Linked DNA regions of Arachis hypogaea: region 1 is linked to region 2. A link is a contact called in public Hi-C data. All regions are on one chromosome and are shown on one strand. The core of a region is the stretch at or near the end of the contact, and the rest is flanking DNA. Distances in the headings are between cores, read along the strand shown. Region 1 holds the start of LOC112797270 (thioredoxin-like protein YLS8). Region 2 holds the start of LOC112797268 (protein PIN-LIKES 6).

The links. A called contact is a pair of places that touch in the nucleus more often than the background predicts.
Region 1: a contact with region 2 is called in a Hi-C map of leaf, with 3 times the contacts expected there. The contact joins the promoter of LOC112797270 here to the promoter of LOC112797268 in region 2. A contact is called at or near these places in 3 of 8 Hi-C or Micro-C datasets (leaf and an unstated tissue).

Annotation. Positions count from the first base shown.
Region 1 is chr4:111,191,949-111,196,914 of arahy.Tifrunner.gnm2.J5K5, forward strand. It overlaps LOC112797270 (thioredoxin-like protein YLS8), which reads right to left and starts at 3,408. Exons shown (of 4, transcript XM_025840117.3): 1 at 3,200-3,408; 2 at 1,683-1,717; 3 at 1,388-1,530; 4 at 1-241. The coding sequence starts at 1,507.
Region 2 is chr4:111,030,713-111,035,550 of arahy.Tifrunner.gnm2.J5K5, forward strand. It overlaps LOC112797268 (protein PIN-LIKES 6), which reads right to left and starts at 2,305. Exons shown (of 10, transcript XM_025840115.3): 1 at 1,656-2,305; 2 at 1,390-1,469; 3 at 1,138-1,262; 4 at 385-506; 5 at 1-141. The coding sequence starts at 1,859.

The DNA of each region.
Region 1 (4,966 bases), core at 2,158-4,657, 160 kb after region 2:
GGTAAACTGTCTCGATAATGTCGATGAACTCTTGCTTGTCCTTGAGAGCCCAGTTGATCTTGTTGTTGTTTCCAGTGCCCAGGTCTATCATAATGTGCTTGTTCCTAAAGAAGAACATCACTGTGGATGGGTCATAGAGCTCGTACATGGTGTTGAAATCAGGAACCTCCGTGATGTCCACAAGGTAAATTACAGCAAAGTTTTTTATTGTTTCAGCAACTGATGCTAACACTTCATCCATCTGAGCAAGCAAAAAATAAATTATTATTTAGAAGACAAGACACCATGCTACAATTTCTATGGTGTTTCGTCATAGTAATCTAAATATAATGCTACTTCAAAGTAACATGTACCAACTACCAACCAAAACCACATCTTCATTCTGGAAGGCAGGCACAAATGCAAAGACACAAAAATTACAAAATTTGGGATAAACATACAAAAACTAGGTTGGTTGAGGCACACTCAGAGACATTCAACCAACATCATCATGTTCATTGAAGAATAAAAAGTCCTATAAGATTTACTAATATTTGTCAATTTCAATAAGCCAGATCATGGTCGTCGAGATTCAAATTGCAAACTTATTTTCAGGACCACGAGTTGAGCTGAATCATGAATCACATCCTAAATAACAAAAAAAGATAACTTTCTTTTAATATAACATTATAATCACCTAAATTCAACTAATTCATCAACGGTCTAAGCAAAAAAGTAAATTAGTCAATTTGAAAGACTGACTATAATTTTCTTTATCTTTTTACCTGGTGGATTGGTAATTAGTTCAGCATAAAGGAACATAGATAAAGGGGTTGTACCTGAATATTTGAGCGGGCAAAAAGCTGTGTTTCGAAATTCAATTTGTCAGCTGTTATTTGGTCTTTCTTTATATTTCAGTTAGCCATAAAACCCGATGTTTGGCTTTTCAGCCATTTTTAGTTTCCTCTGAACCTCTTCCTCCTTTCTATAGGACACACCATTTATTTGCAGGCGCACAATAAGGCATCCTCCTTGTCTCTCCTTTGTCTTATGGAGAGAGGGAGACCATAAAGAAAGGTAAAGGGTTCGAGAGAACACATGGACACATTGCAAACCGGCAATCACTGCACGATTCAAGCTATGTCTTTCTGACAGGAAAACAATCCTTCATATAATCTATACTGCTGCTGGATTGATGAGCCACAACAAACCACATGAATTGAATCCCAATTCAAGCAATGCTAACGGCTAGATCATACATACATAAAAAAAATTCATAAAACATGTATATTTGATGATAAACACTTACAGCTCATTATTACAACAATCAACTCAGTTTTATACTCCAATACACGAAAATCAATCCAAGCCAGACTCTAATGTTAAAAAACATAAGGGTAGGAATTACCTGCATGCAGGTCTCATCCCAATCATGGCCGAAGCGGATGACAACGAGACGCTCCTCCTCCGCAAGAATCGCCTGATCCACCGCCCATCCCGAATGCAAGTGCGGCAACAGGTACGACATCTCCTTTCTTCTTTCAACAAACCCTAATTCATATGAAAACCAACCAAACCCAACCCAACCCCTTCCAAATCAAATTACTAACACAATTTTAATAAAATAATAATAAGAGAATTTGAGGTTTGCAATTACTAGTTCGTTAGATGATAAGAATCAAAGACAGAGGAAGAGAGTGTACCTCAACGGATAGGGGTACAGTACTTAGAAGAACTGCTGCAGAAAACAAAGATATGACTTTGGATCAATATTTTGTTCCACTAAATTCTTACGTGTTTAGATCACCAAAACCAATATGACTTGGAAAGAACAACCACAGCAAGTGACTTGGAAAGAAAATGTAAACACCGAAACAATCACAAGCATACAGAACATGTGAATATTATTATAGCAAACATAATAATAAAATAGCTCTTCTATTGCGTCTCCAAAATATCCCAAATCAAGAAAACTACATAATCTGATCCACTTGATTCAGAAAGTTACATATATTAGAAAAATTAAGAATCAACTAAAAGAAAAAGAAAAGGAACGCCTGGTTGATTCGATTCAATTGCCTGAGATGAAGAATCAAACAGGGCTGAGAAGCTGAGAGTTTAAATGTTAAACCTCAATATTCAAATAACATGACTCCATTATTGTTATTATTACACCCTTCTAATGTCACAAACTCAATATATATTATAGTCCGTCGACACTTGTATATTCACAACTTGGCCTCATCATTCTGATTCATACCTTAGGTAGAAGAAAAAGTCCCAATCAGCTTTCGTTACAATTTTATCCAGAAAGTTGGGGTTTTGGTTCGGAGTTCATGCCAATGATAATAACGAGAGGGATGAATCCGTGAATCAGTAACATAGGCAGTGCAAATTTTAACAAAGTTCATCACAATGATTAACAACAACAAAAAGCACCGAAGGAACACTCAGTAATATAGGCAGTGCAAATTTTAACAAAGCTCATCACAATGATTAACAACAACGAAAAGCACTGAAAGAACAGTGAATCAGTAACATAGGCAGTGCAAATTTAAAATTTAAAAGTTAACAATTTAAAATTTATCATCAAATACAATCAGTGAGCAAAGCCAATCAATCAAGCACTGACTGAGCAATCTGTTCTGATTCTGTGAGTGGGAAGCAACAAATTCAAGTTACAGCAACAAATTTAACAAATCCTAGTAAAGTCCCGATTTACAGCAAAAAGGAAAATTTATTGATTACCAATTCAGCAACATGCAGAAATACAGGGAGAAGGGAAATCTGGAAAAGAGAGAACACTAAACCAAAACATTAACCAATAATCACAAAACACTAAACCTTCACCCAGCAAAACCAGCAACTACAAACAAAGCCATCAGTAAATTTGAACAAAAAAATTAAGAGCCATCAGTAACTAACAGAGCCATCGAGCCATCAGTAACAGAGCCATCAGTAAAAGAGCAAAGAATTGAAAGCAACAGACTAACAGAGCCATCAAGCCATCAGTAAATTTGAAAAAAAAAATTACAGCCATCAGCAACCAGCAAATACAAGACAGATCCATCAGCAGCAGACAATTACAATTTACAAAACATTACAAGAAAAATGGAACAAAAATGGAACAATTTCAGAACTTCAAACGAAGAAGAAGACCGAACATTCAGAAATTAAAAGGAAGAAGCGGAGGCGAAGAATTGAAAGCAGGGCCACTAACCTGGGTTCCGAGCCGAGAAGCCAGCGAAGATGAAAACGACGTCCCGAGCTACCTGGGGAAGAGAAAGATGAAAACGACACGGGGAAGAGGGAGAAGGGCTAGGGTTTTCCTTGGCTTCAGAGGTCTCCAGGGAGTGCACGAATGATTGGGGGAAGAAGAGGGGCGGGGGGTGGTTCACGAATGGTTCTGCTTTTGTTTTGTTTTTTTTTTTAAATAAACAAAACGACGTCGTTTTATTCGGAATTAATATATTTAATTTTTAATATTAAAAATTCACAATTTACTTTTTAACCCTAAACTAATATATATTCCGGTATCTTACACGCCTAATACATAAAAATATATAAAAAAATTTTGTTAAAGAGAATTAAATGAAAAAATATATCATAATTATCACTATAAATATTTTATAAAATTAAAATTAAAATCAAAGTTTAATGATTTTTAATGTTAAAAACATTCAAAATAATTAGTGTTGTCTAAATTAATTTAGATTAGTTGATTGGTCATCTCATTCATCCATTCCTTCGTCAGTCGAGTTAAAACATATCTAAAAAAAATATTATTTTTCCTTAAGGTCTATCGAGTTAGAAAATACCACAGAAAAAAATTGTATTTGTCTTTAAGTAGAACAATTACTCATCAATAATAATATTTACAAAGATTTGTCTTTGTTAAAATTTAGTTAGAATGAATAATTTCATTTATTGGTATCATATTCATTTTTGAAATCAAAATAATATCATCAATAATATCATCAATGTTAGTACTAGTTAAAATTTCACATTTTATAACATAATTTTCAAGCTTTTAAACTTGTAGACTTATACAGTTATACTACTACAAAAGTTTAAATTGGTTAATATTTTTTGAAAACATTACTAGAATACCATCATTGAGTAATGTTTGTGGGAAGACAAACCATAACTCAATAATTTATTATTCTATTGAAAAATAAATTATTATCCCTTTGTATTAGTAAATATATTTTCTTCTAATTTTTTACACCATTTTATTTAGCAATAATTATCATTAAAAAAATAACGACACTATACTACAATATAATATAATGTACAAAATAATTTTTTATTTTTTAGAATTAATTTTGATTAGTGAGATAAAATTTAAAATAATTTTTTATTTTCTTACTCAAATTTAATTTTAAATTCATAATTGATTAATAAAACAAAATTGATCAAATTCAAAATATTCGACATTTAATAATTTTAATTATTTAATTTTTAATTATTAAAAATTGGGTTAAAAATTAATTACGCAACATGAAAATTATCGTTATATGATAAAATATAATCATCTCTCTCTCTAAATTGAAAAGGTTTGATTTTTCTATTTATATTCATAATAAATCACATCAAAATTTTATTTCTAATATCTTTTTAAGAATATATATTTAATTTATTGTTTTTTGTCATAATTTTAAATATTTTGTAATTTTTTTATTTTTCATATCTTTTAGAATTTTTTCAATAATATAAATTTTTAAATATCATTTTAGTAGTATTCATACCCTAACCCACAAAATAACTAAGCCCAAAATGAATAAAGGTCCATTTAAGAGATCGTGTCTCCCCCACGCCTGCCCGACTTCACATAGGTCGGGCGCAATGACAACCAACCCAGTCCTACTTATTTGAATGAGTAACTAACTCCTAAGATATCTCCCATCTATCTAAAAGGGATATCTCAATAATTTTTCTAGAAAAAGGGAACCATTATTCACCATCAAAAGTGGAATTACACTAAAAA
Region 2 (4,838 bases), core at 1,055-3,554:
TGTTCCTTGATTTTGTTCAGGTGAGCCATCATTATTTGGAGCACCCTTCAGTGGAAGGCTTTCATTATCAATGTCAAATGTGCCTTCTGGAGGAGGAGCCAACATATTAAATACATACGTGTATAGGATGATAGCACCAACCTGCGACAGATTAAAATTAATAACTCCCGAGTCCTGCGTATGTTTTCTAGAACAATATACTCTTGATCTTAAACAATATACTGAGTCCTGAGTATATACTTAAACTATTCTACATTATATCAACCACCCTGAACTTAAGAGTTAATATTGTAGCTGATTATGTGAATTAAGTTATAAGTCAAGGCACTAGAATTCAATAACTGAGACAAGATGGAGTTGTCAAGAAGATATCTATGAACCTACCCACTGGCCAAATGATATATAGGCAGTTCCATCTGTGCTGCATTTTTCAGTGTCACCAAAAGGATTGGATGTGTCTCGACATAAAGCAGCAATCAGGACAAGCGGCACGTTCCCAATATTCCCTGTATAGGAATTTGCAGCGATATAATTAAATTTAACACAAGAAAAACCCAACATATAAAACACAGAATCAACATATCTGCTCTTAAATTTTATTGTAAACAATTATAACAAATCAATCATTCATTCCTTCTCTTATGATTTAGATGTCAATCGAAGTATAACAAGAAAAGTTCGTTTTTTTTCCACCAAGTAAGGTCGGTTGTATGAATTAAACAACGCCATTGTTTGCCATATTTGATTATAGTTTGTAGCGACAATTGCAATGTGTTTTCTTCATAACTTTTTTTTTCTCTACAACCCTACCAGCATATTGGTCAACCCAGTACGTTGCCCCCCATGTAAACTATTCTTCATACTTGGTTTCTATAAATCTAATTTACTTATGACAAAACCACGTAAGGTAAAATTACACTACCCTTTTCAAAATATATCCATCCCGACTTTCTCTATAATGCAAATTCCTAACCTTATGATCTAAAGCATCCGCTCAACCGGAACAAAACTCTCACTCCTGCAAATTATATTCCTCTATTGCTTTTCTTTACAACATTCAGTCCTGACTCTCATGTCATCATAATCAGAAGTGCAGATAAAAAAAGACAGAGAGCATAAAAAGAACTATTTGATTACCTATTCCAATATGTACAATTGTAAACTTGAAGAAAGGGTATGGGGGGCGGATGATGGAGGCGACAATAAAACCAATTATTGAGCCTGATATGCTACTCAGCACAACATTGACTGGAATAAACCACCTGCAAAAAAATCAGAGCTCAAATAATTGATGATGTGTGTCGGTAGTGAGTGTGATTTATCACATAACAATAAATAACAAAATTTAAGGTGGGAGAGTAAATTGAGTACTATTTATTTGTCACCTACCAGGCTAGCATCTTCTCCAGGGTAACAGCTTGTCCCAATTGAGAGAATATCAAGCAGGGTAGCAATAGTGTAAAGACAAGCTACAACAACCGAAAATTGGGTGAGACAAAGAGAAAGACAATGAAAACGAAAGGAGAATTCAATTTCATTTTTTTCTGCTTTGGTCTTTGACACCAGTATCCAAACTCATAATGATTGATGCAAACACAGAACAATTCAACAGATAGAGCAATTAAAAAACAAGAGAATAGAAAAGACATATATACCCCATTCAAGAGCTTCCTCCCAGAAGCAGGTAAGATGTTAACATACTTTGAAGCCATGAGGAACCCCAAAAAGCACATGGTGAACACCTTTGCTATTGGTAACACTGCAATCTTGATTGAGTCTAACACTGATTCACCTCCTCCACTTCCAACTGCCCCTTCATTCTGCAACATCATTAGAAACCTCCCAACACTAGTTCCCATTCTTCTTTTCTTTCCTTGATGAACAGCTCAATTTAATTCAATTCAATTCAATCCAATCTGAAAATCCCCTAAAGAGAAGCAAAAAAGGGTGCTTTGGTTTGATTTGAGACTTTCTACAAACAGGTGGAGGGGAGTGTGTTTTTTTCTAAGTCAGAACAAGAACACAGAAATGAAGAAACAAAAAAATAAACCAAAAATAGGAAAGAAGTAAAAAGAAAGAAGATTTATTATAAGGAGGCTACGCCTGCATGAGCACGTGCACAAGAACAATGTGATTCCCCTTGTTTCTTTCTTCTCTTCTCTTCTATTCTCTACCTCTCTACAGAGACGTAGAAACAACACTCACTCACAATCACAACCAATAGAGGGGGAGGAAGAAAAGAAAGTGTGTGTGATAGAGAGAGAGGAATCACATTCCCATTCACTTATCATTATTACACATACACGAATCTAATTTTTTTTTTTTTGTCACTATATACACGAATCTAATTTAATTATAATTTTATAAATAAAACTCTGTTTTATTTTTATTAGAGAGGGAGGTAAATAAGTCCTTCACCTAGCATTTGTTTTGAGAGATTGAAATAGAAATTGAGAGATTAAAATTTGGTATTATATTTATTGGTTTGGTACTAAAATTGTTATTTAATTTTTAAAATTTTAATATTTTAATACTTTCAAAAAATAGGAATACATGAGATTAAAATTTTTAGAGATCAAAATTTTTGTACAAATTAAATTAAAATTTTATTCTTATTTTAATTTCTGTCTTCTACTTTGCACCAAACAAAAATTTATTTCAATATTTATTTTTTAGTCTCTGTCTTTCGATCTTAATTTTTGCTGTTTCAATTTTTTCGTTTTTATCTCTCCACCAAACGCTATCTTATTTTTATTAAGAAGACAAATAAATTCTTCCACAAATTAAATTACAAATAAATCATTATTTTTGTAAATAGAGGATACAAATTTTTTTAATGATAATTTCAATTCAGTACGAAAATATCTATGTTTTTAGTTTATAAAAATAAAAAGTGTATTTGTAATTAAATTTAATAATTTTTTTTGGAGATTGAAAATTAAGGATTTATTTTTTTATTATTAGAAAAAGATTGACGTGTCAATTCTTAATTCAAATATAATATAGATGAATGAATATGGCATATAAATACAAGAAAGGGAGCTGTCGTTGTTGTGTGTTTCATATGATTATTATTTTGTTTATTATTTATGATGAGTTGAATTTAGTTATCTAAAATATTTCTTAATTTGACATATCAATTAATCTGTTAGATATATTTAAGAGGAGTTGAATGAAATATGGAAGAAGGAGAGTTACAGGAAAGAAATATCAAATGTGTCAACTGAAAATCCGAAATTGAATGGCAGGAGAATCTCGCCTATTGACAATTAATTACTCCTTTTTTTTTTTCCTAGAAACAGTCTATTTTCCAACTCTAAGTCAACTACTCAACTACTCTTCTATTTATTTATTTATTTATTTTTTGAACCTGCTCTTCTATTTAATTTTGAACTTGGTTTCTTTTCTAATTTTTGACATTTGAATTTATTGATAAAAAATATAAACATATTATATGCATAAAAGAATTAATTACCAATAAAATATTATGCATTTGTTTATATTTATATATGTTATTTCATTTATTTTTCTAATAAACTAATTAATCGTTTAAATAATCAAATATTTCACGGTAAATTTGTTTATAAAAAGAATTAAAGTTGAGTACGATTTTGGTTTTTAAGATATAAATTGAATTTTTTTTATTTTTAATCTTTTTCGGCATACAAAATCGTCCCTAAAATTTAATTTAGTTTTAAAATTATTTTTCGGACCATAATATTCTTCTTCTTTTTTACTAAAATACTCGGTTTTTATTTTTTTTTTCTTCATTTTCTTCTTCTTCATCACAACATCGGTTCTTCTTTTTCGTCTTCTTCAACTAAAATTTCAGCAGTAACAACAAAATTTCAACTAATCAATATCAAAAAATCAAAAATAAAATTTCAACTTGCAAAATATCACAAGTAAAAGAATGAAATCAGAATTAGAAGTAGAAGAACAATAGAATCAATCAAAATAGAATCAGAGCCAACAACAACAATATGATTAACAAAATCAATAAATCTAACAATGTAATTAATAAAAGAAACAGAAATAGAATAGGTGGAGTTGCAGCGATAGTGTTGACCGCTGCTGGTGGAGGTGGAACAGGGGTTGTCCTCTGTATCTGATTCAGTAAGAAAAAAGCTGATGAAGATGGTGACATTCCTAACAGCTTGTTGGAGAAAAAAAGGCCGGCTTTGATGCTCTCTGTTCAATGAGAAAACTGAGGACGAGAAAGGGTGAACGGTTAGATTGGGAAAGAACGAAGAAGAGTGACAGCGTGGGGGCCTGAGTGTCGACAGTGGCACTAGGGTCGGGGGATTTTGGGTTCGCGGAGAGGGGGACAGAGGGTTCGCCACGACGGAGCTAGCGCAAAAGGGATAAGAGGGAGGAGGGTAAAGAGACGTGCGGCGATACTGTGGTAGGGAAAAGGAGAAGAAGAATGGCGTCGAATCCCTCCCTCCTTCCCCTTCCTTCTTCTCCCCTCCTTGCGTGATTTCCTTCTTCCTCTCATCCATTTTTTTCCTTTTTTTATTTTATAATATTTTTTGTCAAGAACAATTTGATAATAAAATTTAAAAATTAGATAAAAAAATTTTTAAAATTAAATTAAATTTTAGGAGTAATTTTATATGAAAAAAAGGTTAAAGATAAAAAAAATTTTCAATTTATACTTTAGAAATTAAAATTGTACTTAATCCAAAATGTTATGTACATTTTGTACACATAAAAATTAACTATTAAATCAGTTATTGTATATTTTACACAAATAATTAATTTAGTAGTTAATTTTTATTATATAACTAATATGTTGTGTATTTATTATACAATTGATGTATATATCAAATAAATTG